2 separate regions of the Hordeum vulgare genome follow, and region 1 is linked to region 2. Evidence: chromatin contacts called from public Hi-C data. All regions are on one chromosome and are shown on one strand. The core of a region is the stretch at or near the end of the contact, and the rest is flanking DNA. Distances in the headings are between cores, read along the strand shown. Region 1 holds the start of LOC123400117. Region 2 holds the start of LOC123400112.

Region 1 (4,670 bases), core at 585-3,084, 260 kb after region 2:
AGCATTCGCGCCTTTTTATTTGCTTCTGCTAAAAACATTTGTTCAGTATTAACACCATTATTTTTTTTCGTGTTAATTAGAGAGGTAATTCAAGTTGTCATGTATGATGTCTAAAGGATCGCTTTGCCCTGATAGATGTCTCAAGTAGTTTAGCCAGCAAAGAAGTCGAATTTGAGGTTTCCTCGTGCAAGGGTATTAATCTGACTTCCATAAGGAAACTGTATTAATCTTCCTTGTGCAATGGTATCAATCTGACTTCCATGAGGATAATCTGTTAATCTGCATGTTGTTTCCTTGTTAGTCTACTTAAGCTGTATTCACTGTGGCTCCATGCCAGACTCCTCTACCAGTAGATTGTATCTTGTTGATCCCATGTTAGCAGAGGATTATGTACACACTAGCATAATACCCGTGCGTTGCTACTAAACCACAAAACTGATTGCAGTCGTATTTGATTTGTACTCCCTCCATTTCTAAATATAAGTCCTTTTAGAGATTTCAGTACGGACTACATATGGATGTATAGACATATTTTAAAGTGTAGATTCTTTCATTTTGCTTCGTATGTAGTCCATATTGGAATCTCTAAAAAGACTTATATTTAGGAACGGAGGGAGTAGTATACAACAACCAATGCACTTGTTATTTGACATCATAAAAAGGTAATACACCATAACCATAAAAGGGTAAGAAAAATGTAAAAAAAAAAAACTATAAAAGGGTAAGAACACCATAGCAGTTTAATGAATGGCATGTGTCTGGGCTGGATTTTGAAATTTGGAAGTTAGGAGGAGTGGCGGACGGAGGACGGGGATTGGGGAGGGTGGCTGTGAAAACATTCATTCGCGGATTTGCTGGATGGGTCGTGTTGCAGTAAAAGAAATTGCGTAATGCGGTGTATTGATCAAGTGAGGCGTTGACTTGCTGGTTTGATTGAGCAAGTGAGGGGTCCGAGACTCCGAATTGCATTATTTGCTTTATTATGATTTTCTTTCGCAAACCAAAAGAGGGTCGGGCTGGTGGGTTTGGAGACTCTATTATTACATTTTTTATACAAACCTGATGGATCCTGGGTGGATGAGGGAGTAGGGGTGAACTCACCACCACAACAACCAACTCAGAACTTACAAGACAGTATAGATAGATGTGCAGCTCTTTCAGATTTTAAAGTTTTGACAAGATGTAGTTGACCATGTGCAGGTATGCCCTATGTGCAGTGCAGAAGTTTCTACCTCAGCAAACAAGCAGGCATGACCAACAGTCGTTGGTAAACCAACTTCATCTTCATCAGAAAAGAAAAGAAAAAACGAGATGTTGGCACTTGGTGGGAGTATGTAGTAGCATCGTTGTAGTATCCCTGATGTTTAAGCCAAAGCAGGCAGCAGAAGCTTCTACAGTACAAACTTGCCAGGGGACCCAGGGAAATGGAGCATATTTTTTTTTGCCTTCCGCCGATGCTCTGCGTTCCTTACTCTTGTACACTAACTGTATTGTTACTGTCAGACCATTTTTTTCTCTGTGCCCGGTGTATTTTATGATTATCGCATTAATGCATTGGGATTTAGATATTTATATCTGGAGATAGATATGCAATATGGATGTGCTGGAATATATATATATATATATATATACACACACACACACACACACACACATATCAGAACTAATGAGTATTCCCAGTATTCGCAATTATAGGCAATCAATTATTATTGGCCATTCATTAGTTAGATGTGAATAAATGCGGATCCATTTTGATAAATTATTAGGCGTGAATAAATGCAGATTTATTTTGATAAGTACGAATTAATTTCGTTCCTTTAATAACGTGCTCGGCGATTCTATAAATACCGGTGTGTATCTTCCAACCAGAGCACCCCACATCGGAACAAATTTAATCCTCACAACTCTCAGTCTCAGAATTTTCTCGCTTTCCGTCTCTCGCAAACGAGCCAGAGAAAGATACTAGGTATTTCGGGTTTGTGTGTTCCCGCCGTTCTTGTGATATTTAGGGTTCGTGCAAAGTTCATACAACTAATTATGTTTTCGATTCCTTTCAGTAGTCTTGAAAAAAAAGGGCAACGCCAACGAGGACATGGGACAGCCTGGAGGCCCATCAAGCACCGGAGGCCTTAGGGAGAATCAGGCCCAGCAAAGCAACCCCGTTGGCTACCTCCTCACCGCTTCTTCCTCTATGGACAGAGCGCAGGCCCCTGTGAGGGCATCCTATGAGCATCTCGGGCCTTTCAGAGGTGGCGCACCACGCTTTGGTCTTTCGACTAGGAGAGTCTCCCCTTCCCCTACCCGACGCCCCCAGCTCGGCAATCTCCTCGCCGGTCGTACCGTGCCCGCGCGGAGCAACATTGGCATGGGTCATGGACTGCTCCTCCCCACGCCACCGCACGCGGCGCAAGTACAACGACAGAGGTGCCAGTGCCACCATGCTACTCCAAGGAATGGTGTTTTGCCGCCGTCGCTTGTGCAAGCTCGGAGCACCGACCATTTCACCTTCCAGTCGCCGCAGCCACGCTCCGTGGCACCGGACAGGGGCAACCGCTTCTACCCGCAGTTTCTCGCGCCGCCGCGGCAGGCGGTGCCTGCGCAGTTCCCCGGTGGTCCGGCCCCGACGGCTTCCGGGGTTCTCAACGCTTCGTCGTCACAATCAACCCGAGCACAGAGCGTCTTCCTGCTTAGCTCCGGTCGCCGCGACGCGCTTGCGCGAGAAGCGGCCACCGGAATCATGCAACGGAGAGAGCCGCCGACCCGTCGTGTCGGGGGGGCCTTCCTCGCACAGCTCGCAGGCACCGGATCTGTGCAACGGGGCTTCGATGGCGGTCTCCTCCATGAGCGCCCGCTTCTTGTAGGCACTGCAGGATCCGCGCAACGCGCGATGGGCTTTGGCGACGCTCGTCTCCCACACGGGCAGTCCCTTCTTGCAAGGATCAGGGCCGCGCTGCGCGAGGAGATGATGCGCTTCGACGACGACGTTGATGGCCTCCACAGGCGCACGCTTCTTGCAGGCACCGGGTTCGCGCCTCGTACGGAGCCGATTGGCTTCTTCTACGTAGGTCTCCATACGCGTACGCTTCTTGCAGGCCCCGGATACGTGTCGCGCAGGCAGTGGCAGTCTACGGGCCTCGGGGCTTGCACAGCGCAAATGATGGAGTCATCAGGCGACGACAACCGAGCGGCGGCGGCGGCGGCGGCGACGAGAAATGAGGCCATATTGTGGCGCCGAAATAGGATGGTTAGGATTCAGGGGGACGCGACAAGAGCCCGCGCTGACATCCTTGCAGGTAATTAACCACACCACTACTTCATCCGTCATGTCTGTCCTTTGCTCAAATGCAGGTGCGATCCATGCTGAACTCAACATTTTTCTGCCTTCGTTCTGTTCCAGCTTCTCGTGGCCGTGGGGGACGAGGTGGTGGCAGCCGGGCGCCGCCGGACGGTTGGAACTAGCTAAGGAGACGGATCCTTTGCTAAGGTGTCGATCGACGACGAACATCTTCCAACATGAAAAATGAATTTTAGATGTCCCTTTGCTCTGCTGGAGTTTTACTTAAAATAAATGGTCACCAGACCAATGTCATGTTCCTTTGCTCTGCTGGAGTACAATTTACCAGTTATTATAAGAAGAATTTAATTTTTATCCGTTTCGTGTTTCTTGGTGAAATGCAATTTTGTATATACCTCTTGACTTTTCTTTTCCTTGAATATGTCATTTGTTTATTGTGCAGGGGAATATGTCTGTTAGTGATAGTTTAGATGATAAAAGTTTCGCAAAAAAAGATAATAGTGCGGAGGAAAATTTGGAATATCTCATTGTATAGTTGGCTTCCCTTGATGAACCTAGTGTCGATGTTTGATACCGAGAGTGCTATGGAGTGCTAGCTATTTTGTTCGGAAGGTGTGTGAGTGGTGGAACAGAGTGGCTACAAAGAAGAGACAACACGATCTCTTACATTTTAGGTTTGCACACGAACACGCCACCGTGTATCCTTGATGTGGGGGGCGATGGTGCACTGCATCACATGTTGAAGTAGACTCGTTCCGAAGCGCGGTACGTAAGCAATCTGATAGTCGCTTTTGTAGAACCGAAACACCACATGCCTAGGAGGGAGCCCGTCCATTTGCACGTGGCTATGGGCTGCTCTAGGTCGATCCAACAGCCCCTAGAGTCTCGTGGATAGTTGCTCTGCAATATGAAGAATGAACAAAGAATGAGAGAGCAAGAACAATGCAAGATCTAAAAGTAGGGTAAAAGGTTGTAGATGTGTTTGTTGATTGGGAAACGTTTTACGTCGGCGCGTCGACCAAACATTGGGCCCGTCGCACACCACTCGCGAAGCTCCTCCTCACATGTTCCGGGTACCACACGTCGCTTTCCCACTCCTTATTCCTTATCTCGTCATGTATGTCGCTCCATACACTCGTTTCCTTCTTGCTCTCATGCATTTCCCTTTCTTCCTCTCTCCCTTTTCTCCTCCATCCATGCATCACACGCCATGGTTACTGCCGATGGGAGCTGTAACCGGTGCCCCGGAGAGCAGCGATCATGGATGGCGAGCGCGACGACCACGGGCTATGAGGACGTCGGCCCTGCTCCGAGAAACTCACAACGTCGTTGTATTTTGGTACATGCTACAACCCGCGTCACAAATTGCTACAAC
Region 2 (4,873 bases), core at 150-2,649:
TGTGTATTGCCTCTTCCTCTCTCCTTTCTTGTCTCCGGTGATCACCATCGGTGGGTGGTTCCATTTTTGTCCCGACATGTAGTCCCTCGCCGGCGCCTCGACGTCCACGCCGGCCGGCACTCGCACATCGCCGAAGTCCACGGCTCGGGCAACGCCCTGCTCGATGTCCTTCTGTCCCAGCGGATACAGCTTCGCGAACTTGTTGCTCTCTGCTGCCACATAGACAGGCTTGCCCATGGCGTGAGCCACCAGGGCGACCTGGTACGTGCCAACGGCGCCGACCACGCCGCCGGTCTCGGCGACCAAGTCGGCGCCTAACAGCACCACGTCAACCTGGGCCATCGAGTAGGCCACCGCCGAGTCGAGCAGGACCCTCGCCGGCACCCCGGCCGCCGCAAGTTCGCCGGCCAGCCTGAGCCCCGCGCCGTCCGGCCTACCCTCTGCAATTATAGGCTCCAAGGTTTATTAGCAATGTCATGGAGGTCCTGTGCGTGATAATGATGCGTGCCTGCGCTGCGTACCTGTGCATAGGACGAGGAGGCGCTTGCCGCTGGTGCCGGCAAGCCGGAGAGCGTCGAGCACGGGCGCCGAGTGGCCGTGCACCAGCACGGTGCAGCCGTCCAGCAAGAAGTCCTGGCAGAGCGTGGCGATGGTCCCGCGCGCGCCTCGGCAGATGTCCCCGAATCTTGTGGCGCGGCCGACCACTCGGCGCTTGACGGCGGAGGACGGGGCGGGCTGATCATCGGCGCCGCCGCCGCCGCGCCGTAAGTACTGGACGAACATGCCGCAGGCCGCCGAGAGCGCGCCGTACGGTTCGCTATCCAGACACTGCAGGTAATTCATTCATCAACGTGTCGATCACGCATATGCATAAAACCATACGATAACGCGTGTGAAAGAAAAAATTGATTGGAAACCGGATCGGCAGGGATCAAGGGCCGACCTTGAGTTCCTCCGCGGCCGCCTTGACCTCGGCTTGGAGCCCCGCCATGGAGTCGGCCTTGCTGGACCGGACGGCGTCGACGAGCGCCATGACCGCCGCCACGGCCTCGTCGGCCCCCTCTTTCTTCCACCGGTCCAAGCATCCAGCGGCCATTGTCGACGCGGCAGAGGGAGAAGCAGTGACACGATTCATGGAGAGGGTTATTGTTGTTGCAGCTAAAGGATTCATGGAGAGGCGCCATGGTTTCCGTCGGTGGACGACGATCGATCCGGCTTACAGCGTCGTGGTTTCCATCGTGGGCTGCGAATCCTTTTCTCCGCCGGCAAGTTTTGTTTTTTTTATAACTACCGCCGGCAAGTAGTATAAGGTATGTTTTGTTTGGGCCATGATTCGAGTTCTTTAGGCCCAGCCCAGCCCAGCCCAGCTTCAAAGGGACCTGTGTCGTGAACGAACCCTAATAACAAACGATGTGTACCACGCATACGAAAATCCGCCGCCAGGGAACACAATGGACATTCCGCTCCCGGGCGGGGGCGGCGAGGTCTCGGAGGACTACTCCCCGGCGGCCACCGTCGTCCCCTTCAACCCGCCGCTCCCTCTGCTTCGCGCGCCAGTCCCTTCCTCTTCCTCCGCCTCCACCGACCCCATGCCCGTCCTCGCCTTCCGCGACGCCGCGAGCTGGCGAGCCGCCTGGGAGGCTGCCGAGGCCAGCCTCTTCTCCCAGTGCGAGGTACCCTCTCATCTCATCTCATCTCATGTCCATCCATGTTCCCTCTCGGCTGTCGCCAACCTAATTAATCAATCTGCGTCTGTTAGGCATGCCTGAATCATCACATGACGAGATGCCGATTGTTTACACTTACTTTGACGCCGGTTGTTTAGATCTGTAAGGCAGACACTGATTGCAGATCGCCTAGCAGTAGCACTAGAAGCATTTGCCTCTTTTGTTCTTGCAGCTGGCCGAGCTGCCTTGCGCTAGTCAATGCCAGGCAGCAAGTTTAGCAGCTGCGTACATCAAACAGTGCGGATAAGCTCCTGACTAGTACCCAAGATTGCTTGCTACTCCGGGGTTTCCATAACATGCCATATATTCCGCGTGCGTGTTTTACTTCTGCGGTGCTTTGCTATGCTAATTCTCAGTAAACCGACATGTTCTTGGTTCTCAATTGATTTCTTGGCTGACTGAGACATATATAGACGGACCCTGTTTACCAGTTGTTTTTTGTTCTTTAATTAATATCTGGGGAGACGAGGAATGTTTGCTTTTGCAGCTGGCCGAGCTGACTTGCCCTAGTTCTGCTAGTCGGTAAATTTCTCAGCTGCGAACAGTGAAGAGAGCAAAAAAAAATGATGGCTAGCTGCTTAACTTTAGCTGTCTTGGCTGGTGATGTTCTACAGTTGAGTTTGCAAATGAAGTGCACCTTTTGTGTTGTTGTTTTGTTTTGTGGAGAAATTGCTAATAACAAGATTAGGATCTTGCAAGTTTGCATCTACTATAGATGCCAAGATTAAATCGCATGTGGTTGTATAGTTGTATGTTTTATGTATATATATATATATGTTGTATTGTGCGATTAAGCATTTGAAGTGCACCCTTCAGTTTCCACCTTCAGACTTCTTACTGTCAGAATTCTTGATGCGGCAAGAGTAAATCTGATTTAGCTGGAGCAAATATACCGTGTATGCTGGTTAGTGTATCTGGCCATCTCTCGGTCCGGGCCGGGCTTCGGGCCGGGCCAGAGCAAGCCCGACGCAGAAAACCTAGGCCCTAGCTTGGGCTGGCCCAGCCTTTGGGCCTAGATTTCAGGCCCAGGCCCAGGCCCGGCCCATCACTGCTAATTTCCGTCTGGCTTCGGGCCTCTGGCTGGGTCCCTTCCTTAAAACGCAAAAACAGCAAGCCCAGGCCCGGCCAAAATACTCTCCGGGCTCAAAATTCAGGCGTGCGCCTGGCCCATGGGCAAGATCGGGCCGGGCCGGGTCGGGCTTTTTCGGGCCGGGCTGCCCATGGCTACATTAATTGTGAATTTTGTATACAAGTAGAAGCCTTGCATACAAGTGTATCCCATTTGGCTTCTACTTGTATAGGGGATACACTTGTCGTATTAGGGGGATTAAGTATATATGCATTCATCATTCCTAATTGCATACTATACTTAATCCCCCTAAGTGTGAACAATCGATCTTTTCCTGCAAATGGAATGAACATCAGATTTGTTCATCATTTTGCAGGCTGGTGCACGCTCTGGCTGTTCAATCACCGCGACACGGAAATGCAAGCCCCCCTGGTGGAAAGGTTTGTTTGGAGGTGCAACAACCGACTATCAAGAAAGAGAACGATGCGAAGAACGAGAGATGGCTTCTTGTCTTGAATCAGCAAAGGAGGCATGCATTAAGTTTTCAAAGCAAAAATGTGATGCACCATTCCGAGATGCAAGGATTGCCTCTGAAGGTCTCCTTGAAAATACCAATTTTGATGTCTGGAATGCTGGGTGTAACAAAACAGCATCAGGACCCTTGTCTGTTGCAAATAGCCACTACTCATCCAATCCTGCGCTTGGTGGCACAAACTACAAAGGAAGTGACTTGTTAGACAGCTTAGCATCTCAAGACAATAGCAAGTCAGAGTGATTGATGAGTGACCACAGGCGTCAGAGTGGTCCATGCTCAGGAGGTGGCATATGTTCTTTGGAGCTGGATTCATCATCAATGAAATAATGGTATGACATTGTTGATGCTTGTCTTGTCCTATTATTTGGTTTTCTGTTGCTACATTTGACTCTGTGGCAAGAATGAGACTCTGAGTGCGAGGCTTGAGATTAAATGGCTAGCATTCCGAAGTCTGGCGAGATGAAGAAGATTAAGAATATTTGGATGTTGTTTCCTGCTACCGTCTTTGCCGTTTCTGTTGATTTTGATGCTGGGCAAAGGCGGCAAAGGATGCAAAGGTGTACATCAGATGCGTAAGGGGTGTACTGGTGATATCAGTAGCAGTACTGGTGATATGTAATACTATATGTTGATCATTTGTTGCTGTAAATAAACCATGCTGAGCTGATGAAAACCACACTATCAAGTGCCCATATGGTTGTTTTACTTTTATCTTTCAGAAAAATTGCTCATACGTCAAGGACAGCTTTCTGAAACAACCGTGACTACCACCTGCCACTGGCTAGTCCTTGTAAAGATGGCAAACTAGAGAAATTCTCCGTTTTTTACATCATTTAGGCCTTGTTTGGTACTAGTGTATTTTAGGGATTTTGTAGGGATTATCCCGGTCAAACCTCTCAATCCCCACACATCCCATAACATCATTTGGTTCTAGTGTATTTGACATGTTTCATCCCCATATTTCCCCTCAAATCCCCAAATTATAGTGCATTTTTCTCAATACCCAATACACTACCCCTACCTAGTGTATTGGGGATAAATGGGGATTTTAAGGATAAATGGGGATTTTAAGGGATTGGGTGAAGGTTGGGGTTTCACCCAATCCCTTAGGGGATTATCCCCACCAATCTCTTCAAAAACACTAGTACCAAACAAGGCCTTAGGCCTCGTTTGCTACGCAGGTATATGCAGGTTATTTTACAGGCCCGGTAAAAGAATCCCTAAAATTTCTCATAACCCGTTTGTTACCCTGGTATAGGACCGGCCCATCCCCAAATTTACACGTTTGAAACCCTCAATACCCGTGTAAGAGCTGACGCGAGGGGCAGCTCGCGAATTTCCTCCCTCTGTGACGGCGCCTCCTGCCCCCTCTCCACGGTTGTCCCTTCGCCCCTCTCCGTCGCCCGCCCATCCGCTCTCCGTCGTCGGCCCTCCGTCCGCCGTTCGCCGGCTCCGTCCAGGCCTCCTCAACCTCTGTCCGTCGGTCCTGCCTCCTCAGCCCCTGCCGCCTCCGACGCCAGAACTCATTGCTCCGGTAACCTG

The links. Hi-C and Micro-C count contacts between places; a contact is called where the count stands out from the background.
Region 1: a Hi-C map of leaf shows a contact between it and region 2, with 1.7 times the contacts expected there. The contact joins the promoter of LOC123400117 here to the promoter of LOC123400112 in region 2. A contact is called at or near these places in 2 of 6 Hi-C or Micro-C datasets (both in leaf).

What each region holds. Positions count from the first base shown.
Region 1 is chr5H:502,622,684-502,627,353 of MorexV3_pseudomolecules_assembly, forward strand. LOC123400117 reads left to right here and starts at 1,835. Exons shown (of 3, transcript XM_045094528.1): 1 at 1,835-1,966; 2 at 2,058-3,293; 3 at 3,398-3,647. The coding sequence starts at 2,093. The coding sequence ends at 3,459. LOC123400118 (E3 ubiquitin ligase BIG BROTHER-related-like) reads left to right here. Exons shown (of 7, transcript XM_045094529.1): 7 at 1,201-1,572. The coding sequence ends at 1,254.
Region 2 is chr5H:502,360,635-502,365,507 of MorexV3_pseudomolecules_assembly, forward strand. LOC123400112 reads left to right here and starts at 1,400. Exons shown (of 3, transcript XM_045094524.1): 1 at 1,400-1,673. The coding sequence starts at 1,452.